Regions from separate parts of the Mus musculus genome. Here region 2 is linked to region 1. The links are chromatin contacts, called in public Hi-C maps. All regions are on one chromosome and are shown on one strand. The core of a region is the stretch at or near the end of the contact, and the rest is flanking DNA. Distances in the headings are between cores, read along the strand shown.

The links. A called contact is a pair of places that touch in the nucleus more often than the background predicts.
Region 2: a Hi-C map of the N1E-115 cell line shows a contact between it and region 1, with 5 times the contacts expected there. The contact joins two enhancer-like sites. A contact is called at or near these places in 11 of 484 Hi-C or Micro-C datasets (the N1E-115 cell line, bone marrow-derived dendritic cells, bone marrow-derived macrophages and 8 more) and 3 of 115 datasets of contacts at active chromatin or transcription factors (astrocytes and embryonic stem cells).

The regions. Positions count from the first base shown.
Region 1 is chr14:76,763,326-76,769,411 of GRCm38.p6, forward strand. No RefSeq gene overlaps it. Among named protein-coding and RNA genes, the nearest start is that of 4930431P22Rik, 6.2 kb to the left of the region's middle. Within about 2 kb of position 1,971, at least 105 of the 459 cell types and tissues checked have an H3K27ac peak or open chromatin away from gene starts, as enhancers often do. A contact at or near this core is called in the N1E-115 cell line, where this site is marked.
Region 2 is chr14:76,849,774-76,855,681 of GRCm38.p6, forward strand. No RefSeq gene overlaps it. Among named protein-coding and RNA genes, the nearest start is that of Gm30365, 15 kb to the left of the region's middle. Within about 2 kb of position 1,933, at least 61 of the 459 cell types and tissues checked have an H3K27ac peak or open chromatin away from gene starts, as enhancers often do. A contact at or near this core is called in the N1E-115 cell line, where this site is marked.

The DNA.
Region 1 (6,086 bases), core at 721-3,220:
AGAGGATGTTCTGTGGACAGAGTGACAGACAGGGTGACCCAACGTCTCCCAAATAACAAGAACCAGTGAGGGAGAGAAAGCAGAGCTTTGAAAAGTGACGAGAAAGATTCCTGTCTTAGGATCTGAAACTAATGCCTGAGTCCATGGGTGGCCAGGAGAAGGCTCTGGAAGGAACATCCCTTAGGGGTGCAAGTGCTTCTGGGTATACAAACTCAGTGTTAGAGGGAAAGAACATTTCTGGAAGGTTCGTTAACTATTTCAGCATCATCTTCAACTTGACACCAGACACTTCAAAAATTCCTGAATTCTGCTGCATAGCTTGCAATTGTCCCTTTTCCTCTTCATTCTGGCTTAAGCTCGAGCAGCCAATGGGCAGGGTAGGAAGCTGGCAAGGATTTACACCAGAGCGGTTAGACATCCGGAGGCTCTTTCCACTTGTTCCTGTGACAAAGCTAAGTTGCCTTGCCCAGTATGGCTGAAGTCACCAGGGGTTCAAGGTTTAAGGCTGTAGTTGGGGAGTACAAATGAAAGAAGTTGTCTGAATTGTGCACCTGCTCTTGTGCACACACGCACATGCTTGCACACGCATACACTCACACCGAGACAGGAGAGAGGGGAACAGTCTCAACTGTGATGGCTGGGACAAATTGATCTATTGGAGCAGAGCCCTCTGGATCTCATGAGCAGCTTCATGGACACTTCTGCATGCAGTCAGGCAGTGCTCTCTGGCCTATACAGGTGTGTGCTGAGCCCCTTTAACGCAGGATGCACCCTGAGTTAATGATGTGCCAGTGAGGGATGCTACAGGTAAAATGTATTCTGCTTTTCTGATGATCAATACCTTACGGATGAGTTTGCCTGGATCTCTGGGGATGGAGGTGGGGGTGGGGGTGTTTCTTGTGGGACTGAGCCTCAGTTGCTTTCTCCCTACACCCCCCCACCCCATCCCCAGAGTCACATTTTAGAAGCAAAACTAAGAGAAAGGCCACTAAACTAAACTAAGAGACTTCCACTTTCCTGAGCACTTCACAATGCCATGCAGCCTTTTAGCCGGCTCTTTGAGATCTCGCTTGCATTGGGTGTGTCTGATGTTCTAACAAGCTCTTGATGCAGTAGTGGGAGGGAGACTCCTCCAGAGCCCAAGAAGGTGGAGGCAGAGCTCAGTGGGCTGCGCTCAAGCTCCTCTGTTCCCTGGCTCCCAGCGGCCTGCAGATTGAACTTGTAACAGGCAGACACAAGAATGCGTGTTTCGAGCATTTTGTAACCTGCCTCCCACAAACCAAAAGGCACCCTCCCCCTCCCCTTTCCTCCCTGTCTTGTTCTTGACATTTTAAACACAGTGAGTATTCAGCTGATTTCGCACTTCCGACACCTCCCTCTTGTGCTGGCTCCCTGTCCCTTCAGATCTGAGAATCCCAGTCATATGTTCCACCCAGAGACCACTGGGGCTTCCTTTCTGAAGATCACACTCTCTGCCTTGACTTTGAGCACTTCTGTCTTTTTCTCCTGTGGGCCAGTCTTCGGTAACCCTGAACCACTGCGGGGGCAGGGCTGGGGTGGGGGGCGGGGCTGGGGCAGGGGGGCGCGGCGGGGCGGGGGTGCTGAGCTGGGCAGAGGTTTTCCTGCCCATCCTAGAAAAACAAAACAAAAACCCCAAAACAGTGCTGTTGTTCCCCCACCCCCCACTCGTCCTCATTCTGTTCTCTCTGAGACAAGTGTGCAAGCAGTCCAGCCACCATTTTCAGTCCTTCTGTGGGGGCTGGCCAAAGCTGAAATGTCTGGTTCGGTTTTCTGCTTAAAGTATAAAGAGGAACAATAATCTCTCTCTGCTGGGCCTGTCTTGATTATGACCCACAAGTGAAGTGCTGGCGCGGCCCACCTGACTTCTGGTGCGGAATGCAGCAGTCCACACACAGAGAAACACAGAGAAAGACTGGGCCTGGCTGTCCACACTGGAGGCTGGGTTCCAACCAGCCAAGGCGCAGAGGAGGAAGAAAGCTTTCTAGATGGAGCCAGAGTAGCAGATGCTAAGCAGCGCCTGGAACTGATTGTAGGGAGAGAGAAAAAGTCAACAGGAGGGAAAGGAAGGGAGGAGGGAGCAAACAGAGGGTAGGGGGGTGGGAGAGAAGGAAAAGTCACTCACAGAGGGTAACTACACAGAGGAGTGGCCATTGCCACCTATAAGGCTTTGAGAGGCACCAAAGCCATTTGTCACTCTATCCAGTTTGAATTGGAGGCAGCGTGCAAACCAAGCCAATGTGTGGTTGATACCTCCTCTCTTTAAGGCTCCCGACTGAGGGAGAGGGAAATGATCTTTTGTCTTCAAGTACTTGTCTGGTTTCTAGTCTTTGTTCTCTGCTGTGTGCTAGCTTGGGATGAAACCTTCAGTTTCTTTGAGCAGAGGCAGTACAAGAGAACTTTGCTGGATGCGCGGAGACCTGGGTGTTCCAAGTCCTACTGAAAGCCCTTCAGCCTCACGGTTCTTGCCTGTGAAATGGGGATTCACTTTTATGATGAATTTTAATTTGTTTATGTCACTTTTAAGTCATACACTTTTAAGTCATATGAGTGTGATCTTCAGAAAGGAGAGCCTGGGGTGGGGTTAGGGGTGGGAGTGTGTTGGGGGGTTGGAGAGATCATCACAGAATATAAACAGTCAAGGTTAAAGCTCCAGAAAAATTTGGGAGAATGCCAACCAGAGCTATATATGGAGATAATCTGCCCTAGACCCAGACCCAGAGGTTCAGAGAATATCCAAGCATTTGCCAGGCCTTAAGGGGTTCTGGTCCCTTTTTTAGTACAAACCATTCCAGAGGAAGATGCTCTCAGAGCCAAGAGGTTTGAAAAAGATTGAACCAGAGGAGATAAAAGGTAGCCACGTCCCCGGATCCTCCACCCTGTAGTTCCCTGGGGATGTGCTTGAAGCATCTCTGTTTCCCTCACAAAGGTCTGGAGACAGAAAGCAGGCACTTGGCATCTAATACATTACCAGCTCCACCACCACTTCTGCTGGTCTCCTCCTCCTGACACTTCTCCATCCCGACTGGAGCAATAATTATCCTCTAATTGGACAGGCGTCTTGCTTAGGGAATTGCAGCAGCAATGAAAAGCTGTCGCCTGTTTGCTCTGAATGCTGATTTGAGGTGATTTATGCCTCGGTTGTACACGAGTCCATTCTGAAAATGGAGCCCGTCCACATCTAAGCCACCCCTCTTCAATGAAGCAGAGGTTCTGGGGGCCCCCGATAGGGTACTACAGCACGTTCTTTGTGTTTCTCTTGGTCCAGCAGCTGCCTGTGACTTTGAGATGGTCTAATCACTTTTTCCCTAAACAGAGCCTTGCACTAGGGTCCCCACACATCTAACAACAGTGCATGGAAACCCACTGTAGGGTGGAGCGAGTGCATCTAAGAGTCTAACCTCGGACCGTAGATGTCATCAGCTCCCGTTCAAAGCACAGACTTGAATGGTGGATAAATATCCCAAACCACTGACACAAGTACACAGTACTCACTGTGCATTCCATGCTTGGTACTAGATGCTATGCCAGCTTTAAGTAGCTTAATTACTGCAGAGTGAGGATGAATACCAGTTTTGAGTGCAGGGTGCAGTGCATGCTTGGAGCTGTGGGGTAAGGTGTAGGGTGTACTCCTGAGGGTCCATTCAGACTAACAGGGGTGGGGTGGCGGTGTTGGGGGGTGGGGAGGTGGGATGTGTTGGTTCCCATTTTACCTTTATAAACCACCATTTGCCAATGGGCCACGTCTGTCTCCTCTATCCAATGGCAGTCTTTTGTCCCCCTTCTGGGACAAATACCTCTGCCCCTTTTCCCTTCTTCCCTTCCCCTTCTCCCACATCCTCCATCTCCTATCTTTGTCTCTTATTCCCTGCCCTCTGTCCCTCTGGGGGCAAATAAATCTCCTCTGTGCTGAGAACTTGGTCTTGGGTCCTGAGCTAATACCCACCCTTTCATAAGGGACTCAGCCTGAGGAGGTGGGAACAGACGTGCTTTGTGTCTGGAAAGGCTGGTGAGATTTAGAAAGTTTCTGAGGGTGACGTGGGAAATGGTTGTGACGAGAGAGAGAGAGAGAGAGAGAGAGAGAGAGAGAGAGAGAGAGAGAGAGAGCACAAGTGAGAGTGAGCTATGGCTACAGAGAGGCGGGGCTGTGGCTAAAAGGGGCGGGGCTAGTACTGTGAGGTTCTGGGTGTCCTTTGAAGCGCTTAGGATTTTATATGAAGGGCTTAGGTGAAGAAGGTGAAGGGTGGCTAGGGGAGCTGTAGGGAAACTGGAGAAGATACCAGAGTTTTGTTGCAGGTTCTTGACTTCTCTCTCTCATTGGTGAGTTTCAGGTTCTACTAGAAAATTTAATTCTTTGAGCCTCTTATTCTAAAAGCCTTTTTGTGTGTGTTTCTTGTCTCTTGGATCCTGAGGTCCATCCTATCTGAGATATATGGCCACACAGGCCTCTGTGTCATCGGCTGCAGATGAGGGTCAACTGGCTAAATCCCGTTGGAAGTTTTGCATTACAGGCCTATAGGCTGGAGACAACCTGAAACTCTCCCTCCCCCTTTTTTGTGGCCTTTACATCCCACCAATGTTTTCCAGTTTTGAGTTGTTAGATTCTCCCCTGAAGCTGGAGTAGTTTGACAGGGAACCTGAACCTCCTCCCAGTTTCTCCATCAAAGGTATTCAAACCCCCAGGGGTTGAGCATCAGCCTACTCCTGAACTCATTTGTTAGACCCCTGCTGTTTCCACATCTCATAACGACTCCCAGTCGTGTTCAAGAAAGTCTAGATTCAGCAAGTCAGCAAAGGTCCCTTTCAGTCACTCCTACTCATTGCAATTCTTGCTCCGGGAACAGCCTGCCTACACATTACAGGAAGAATGGATATCACTTCACCACCTGCAAGGCCCGATGCACACCAGTCAATCACCTGGACTCCCAGCATCCTACAGAGGGACACAAACAAGCAAAGGGCTTGCTGGTCTCTGGAATGTTCCCCAGCTAACAATCTCTGGCCATCCTGAGGAAGCAGCCTCTCCCTTGGAGATAGCAAACGCATTTGCTAAAACCAAGCAAGCCTGCATTTCTCTAAGAATGTTTCTCATTTCTCAAAGATGACATATTCTAGATTTAAAAAAAAAAAGATAAAAACATAAAAAGATCAACTACGTGCCATCTGCAGATGGGTTCTCTTGGATGCTAAGTTGTGCAGCCTCTTGTGTCCTTGGGTGGGGCTGGGAGGTGGCAGTCATCATCCTGACTACTAGGGAGTCATGGGAACCAAGGCTTGGCCTTTGTGCTGGTTAGTTTTCTTCAACTTGATGCAAACTAGAGTCATCTGGTGAGAGGGAATCTCAACTGAGGAGTTGTCTCCCTCAGATTGGTCTGTGGGCATGTCTATGGCTCCCACTCTACCTCCCTCCTTCCCTCCCTTCCTTCCTTCCTTTCTTCCTTCCTTCCTTCCTTCCTTCCTTCCTTCCTTCCTTCCTTCCTTCTTTCCTTTCTTTTTAATTGAGAAAGAGTCTCACAAAGTAACCCTCACTGGTCTGGAACTCACTATGTGAAGTAGGCTGCACTCAAACTCACAGACAGAGGCCTGCTTCTGTCTCTCTCCTGGGTGCTGGCATAAAAGGGATGCACTGCCATGTCCTCTTTCTTTCTTTCTTTCTTTCTTTCTTTCTTTCTTTCTTTCTTTCTTTCTTTCTTTCTTTCTTTCTTTCTTTCTCGAGACAGGGTTTCTCTGTGTAGCCATGGCTGTCCTGGAACTCACTTTGTAGACCAGGCTGGCCTCGAACTCAGAAATCTGCCTGCCTCTGCCTCCCAAGTGCTGGGATTAAAGGCGTGCACCACCACCGCCTGGCTCCAGTTTATTTTCTAAGTTGCTAACTCATGAGGAAGGGTCCAGATTTTTTTGGGTTGTGTCATTTCCCTAGGCACTTGGATCTGGGATGCATAAAAAAAGTAGCCGAGCAAACCAGAGGAACCAAGGCAGTAAACGGTGCCCTACATTGCCTCTGCTTTAGTTCCCATATATAGGGTCCTGCCTTGAGTTCCTGCCCTGACTTCCTTGGATGATAGACT
Region 2 (5,908 bases), core at 683-3,182, 86 kb after region 1:
TTTGTGATTTTCCATTGCAGGAGTTGTTAACATTGAGGGTTTAATGGCATGTGGCTGGTGTCAACAAAATGGAGCTGCTGTGTGGTAGGGTCTGTCAAGGAATTTGGAGGACTAGTAAACAAAGCCATGTAGGGGGGTGACCAACAGATGTCTTATCCTCACACCTTTTCTATTTTTTTACCCTCTTTCCTTCTTATGTAAAAAGAGCAGAGCAAGGACGAGTGACAGCGTGGGAAATGTTTCACTGGAAGTAGCGAAAGTAATGGGAGGCTAGGAGCCATCCTCAATTTTGTGTGAGGAAGAACGGAGGCCTGCCTGGAAAATTGGAGGATTATCAACTATTTTCTTTTATTTAGCTCTTTAATCTTTTGCATAGAAGCCCCTCCTGACCCCGCCCCGGCCCCGCCCCGGCCCCGCCCCGGCCCCGCCCCAGCGGAAGATTGAAGGGTTTTACTTTTGTTGCTTTCCAGCTGAAAAAGGTAAAGATCAGATCACGTGGAGGAAACGGAAAGCAGAGGAGACCACACCCTTCTAGCCTGCCTGTGCCCAGGAAAGTCTCAGCTAGGAGACTTTGTGAAAAGGTTACAGAGCTTTATAAGACTGGAAGGCACTGGGTCACCGCGTGGGGCTATGTGCCATGTAGAAACTACAACCAGCAGTTAGCTTGTTTCCCTACTATCATAATCATAATCATTCTTAATTGATCCATCGGTCCTTTGTTTTCTGTTTCTTGCATTTTTGAAGTAGTCAAGTATTATTTTAAACCTCCTACTAATACATTAGTTATTATATGAGTGGTTTAGGAATCTCTATACTAGATGTATTACCATTTACATAGTATAATATTAGTATCTATATACTGGATATGTTAGTGTTACACCCCGCCCATTCACTAGAGCCTTCTATGCTAGTGTAGATGTAAAGTCAACTTGTATTTTATACTCCGAATTATTATCACATTGTGACTTTATTATAGTCAATATGCTTATATGCATGCTTATGCAGAACTGTTTGCTTCCTGTGTTGCCATTTTGTCTAGGCTCCGCCCCACAGTTACCTGGCAACAGCCAGGTGTGCCTGATTCACTATAAAAGAGGCTGCTTGTCCCCCCTCCCCCTGCCTCTCTTCTCTCTTGCTCTGTCCTCTAGCCCCTTCCCCTCTCTCCTCATTCCCCTCCCCGTTTCTCCATGTGCTCATGGCTAGCCTCTCTCTCTCTCTCTCTTTCTCTCTCTCTCTCTCTCCCCCTTTCCCCTCTCTCCCCCTTCCCCCCTCTCTCCCTTTCTCCATTTCTCTGTCTCTACTACCCTCTCAACTCTTGATTTCATTTAAAATAACATTTTTGCTTTTTGAATTATTTTAAAGATATTATTGTGTAGTTTTGCAGGTAGTTAATTTTTTTGTTGTTTCTGTGAAAACATTTTTGTTGTTTTTGATATTTGAAGAATATTCTGAACCAATATAGAATTCTATGTTGGCACTGATTTTACCCTAGCACTTTACAGATGCTACTATGTTATTCTTATAATTCATTGGTTCTTTGACGGCTTCACACACGTACTATTTGTATACACACGACTCTCAGCCCCCCACTCCCTTAACTCTTTTCAAGCCACTTCTGTTTATCTTCCTCTACTCCCCACCCCCATCTCTACAAACATCTTTCTCACATTCCTCTCTATGTGCATGATTATCTGCTGAGTTTCAATAGGACATTCTCTGGACCCTGGGTTTGGAGCTATCCATTGTAGCTTGGTGGGCTTGGCATTGGACACAGAACTCAAAGCAGTAAGCTCCCCCATCCCACAATCGGTCAGTAGTCAATAGGGCAGCAGGAAGACAGAGGGTGCCAGGAGTCAGTCCTTCCTCCACTGTGACCTGCTGATAAGCCAGTCTTGTGCAAGCAACCAAGGCTGCTGTGGCTTGGTGCTTCCGTCGGTGGTATTTCACGCTTCTCATGCTTCGGGGAGAGTATATTGTAACTCCTCTGCCATCCTCGTCTTCAGTTCTTCAGGATCCCTCTTCCACAACGTTCCCTGAGTCCTGGTGGTAAAAAAAATGTCTGGCCTGGGGCCTTGTCCCCAACAGTCTCACCATTTTGGGTAGCTGTAAGTCTCCATATTCACCCATTCATTGGAAAGAGGCTTTTCTGACTACAGCTGTGGCTGGGGTAGCTATAAACAGACACACTTGGAAGACAGACCGGTACTATATCACTTTAGTTAAGCAACAGCTTTCCCCTTGGGCTGACAACTTCTCCAGACATGGATTGTTGAGCAGGCTGAGAAGACACCCTGCTTTATGTCACTGTCATCCTTAGAGCAGGGGTCATGTTAATCTAGTTATGTCTTCAAAGTAAGGGACTGTGCTCCTGGAGAAGGGGAACGTGTGCACAGGCTTTGGCTGGTTGTCTGGTTCGTTGACTGGCTTTGGTTTCTGTTTCTCTTTTCTTTTCTTTTGTTTTTACTGTCATTATTTATGCTGAGAAGCAATAGATTTATGGTAGTTACTTTGAAAGTAATAGAGATTTGGTTCTTCTAGTTGCTTGTCAGTGCTTTTATCTTTGAGCAACATACTGCTTTGTTGTTGTTGTTTGTATCAACTCTTCCCCAAGTTCTTAAAGTTTCTCCAATGTGTGAGTTGACCTGTTTCATTAGATTTTGGAACTCTTCAGCCCTTCTGTCTTCTGCCCGTGTCTCTGTTGTCTTTCCTCACCTCCGTATGTCTGCACACCCAGCCATGACCATTGCTCGCACTTGGCGGCATTCTTTACGCTCCTCCACCCTGTGTGCCTAAGTCCGAATCTCCTCTCATTCTGCCTCCATTCGTGTTCACTAATCCTCTCTGCTGCTGTTTGCTATCTTGTGGAACTCATCTCTTAGTAGTCTAATCTATCCTATTACTTAAGTCTAAGAGTTTCATTACAGACACTAGAGAGTTGGCTCAGAGGTTTAGAGCACCACATACTGCTATCGCAGACTATGGATCGCAGCCGTCACATCAGGTGGCTCAGTAGTGCCTCTAATTCCAACTCCAGAGGCATCTGACCGCTCCAGCCTCTGAGGGCACCTGGACTCACATGTGCAGACAGACAAACACATACACAGCTTCTTGTTTTAGGACAAACTATATTATATTTGTTAAAGATTCTGATTTCCTGGTGAAATTCTTCAGCTTGCCATCAGTTGTGTCGTGGAAGTTTTTTGTGGTAACCCCAATATAAGGTTGCTTACTTCTATTATTTCTTGATTTTTTCAATTACTTGCTCTTGTCTTTGGCCATGCCTAGTAGTTTCCAATAGAAAAAAAGGGGCTGGTACAATTATAGTGGTCCTGATGATATATCTTCTCTGTTTTTCTTTTGGTTGGTGATTAGAGCAAGAGCCTGCAGCCCTCATTCCCTGGGGAACTGGGAGAAGCCAAGCTATTTCTGTGTGAAGACTTGCCAGTTTTCAGTTTGCTTCCACCTCATCTGTAGTTCTTTGAGCATATTGACTTGGAAATTAAAATGCTCACTGTTTTTTCTCTTATCTGGCTTGGACTCTGAGGAATAATTTACTTCTCTGAGCATCATGATGTCAGAGGGGCAAGCACCCTATAATGCCAGCTTCCCTCCCTGAATTTTCTTGCTTTAAGATACTACCCCACCCCTTTTCTTTCTTTATTGTCTGTTTAACCTTTACATTGCTGAATTTTAATGTTCATCTAGATTTCAATGATGCTATTAGACAAGGAGCTGGCTTGATGAAAAGCTAATCTGTTTCATGGAAAAGTAGGCAAACTATTCCTTTACATTGATTTTAACTCTAAATACAACTTTTATAAAAAGATGTTTAAGGAGCAAATCATCAAATCATCATGGTATTAATACCAAGTTAGACCTGTAATCTGAAGTTATTATTGCCTATGACTTAACAATCACATTTTAAGTAGATGACGGCAGTATATCCACATGAGAAATCAAGTCGCAAGAACAAACCGAGGGATCTTATCACCAGTAAGGAGTTAGCTGAAACCATCAACAGACATTAGTCTCTGTTGACATTCAGAGACTGAAGTGGGAGAAATGAGCAACTCTCTTTTAGATATAAGAACAATCCAAGTAATATCAGCTGTGATGAACAACATATGAGGTGTATTACTTTTCTCATCACCATGATAAAATACTCAAAGAAGCCCATCAAGGCAGAACGGACACACACACAGGTATGCCTATACATATACACATATACATACATATATAGACATACACACAAATGTATATACATATATGTATATATATAGTTCGTTTCATGATTTGGGAGCATTCATTCTACTATTGTAAGGAAAGCATGGTGGAAGATGCTGCTCGCTGTGGCAGATGATGTGTGAGATGATTTGCTTACATCTCAGTGGTTAAGGAAACAGAGAGAACTGCACTGGAAGCAGGATAGAGCCATCATCCTCAAAGCCCCACGACCCACTTCCTACAGCTAGGCCAGACTTCCCAAAGGCTCCACAGCACTCCAAGGTGGTGGCGCCAGTTGAGGACTAAGTGGTTTCATCCCATGAGCCTGTGGGGGACATTTTTACATCCAAATCATAACAGGAACACCAGAGGGAAGGGCCATTCTGTGTCCAAAATGGAAGGGCAGTTGTATGGAATAAGTGGATGAGGCTTCCCTCACCCTAAACATGACTTCTGGGATGGATATTCCCTGTGTTGCCAGTTTACAGAAAGCCACTAACGTATTCTGCCACAATAAACCCATCAGTAAGAAACATGGCAGTTCACAGAACAAGTGTAGGGAAGAAATCCAGAGGAAGGTCATGAGAACCGTGGGTCATGTAAGTGGAGCTCTGGCACTTGGAAGTGTGTTCCTAGTGACATGGGGAAAGCCTTGCTTCATTTATAAAGTGGTGTAATGCTGTCCCACAGACGAGGAATTACCTCGCAAAATGGCAGACATGGATGTACCGAATGAACAGGTAGCTGGTGTCTTTGTCTTTGCTTCCTCAAAACCTTCAGGGTAGTATGGCATTTCTAGGTATTGCCCATTATATAATAATCTACACAGAAGACAGTTAGATTCATTCTTTCTAAATGAACTTTCGATTTTTTACATTAGAAGATTCACGTGAAACCAACGAAGAGCGAGATGATGATTTCATTAAAAGAGATCATAATAACCACAGCAGAGTCATTAGTGGTTTCTCGTCGGGGAATGAAACAATTAAAAGGTTCACGGCTGAGGGAAAAAAAAATCAAATTAACACAGGGAAGTCTTCGTTGTAATGATCTGCATTTCATTCACGGTTTGAACAGTGAGGCTTAGAACTTAGTCATCAGTGATTAGCAGAAGCACATAAGGTCCTGTGTGGCACAGTGACCTTGGCGCCGATCAGTGTATTGTTTCTTAGACCACACCTTTAATGATTATCTGGAAGAACACTGGCTCGGTGAACTCCCCGTGGAAAGGGATTTGCTTCTTACTCTATGTCCTCGGCTTACTCCTCTCTGTGTGTCTACCCTGCCCCCTCGCCTTCCATCCTGAAGCCTGGAAAAGCCCCTCATCCTCACCCTCCATCTCTCCTTGTGGGGAAATTTGATCCCTAGCCTCTCCACTCCCCCCCCCCCCCACTCCGGCCCATAAACTTACTCCAATCAGGATGTGTGCACATCACTGCTTCTCCTAACTTGTCCTTGTGCAGGACATCAAATCCAATCATGGCCTTTAAATCCTTAGCCGACTGAGCAGGATTTGATGAAGGGAACACTCACCACTCACTGGAGGATCTTTTCTGACTGACTATGGGTTGCCTAGATTGCCTGAGATTTCACAGGCCGGCACTCTGCAGTCTCTTTCCGTGGGTTGTCTGTCTTCATGATTCCTGAATTGAGAGTACCACGCTCCTCACATCTCTATTCACCA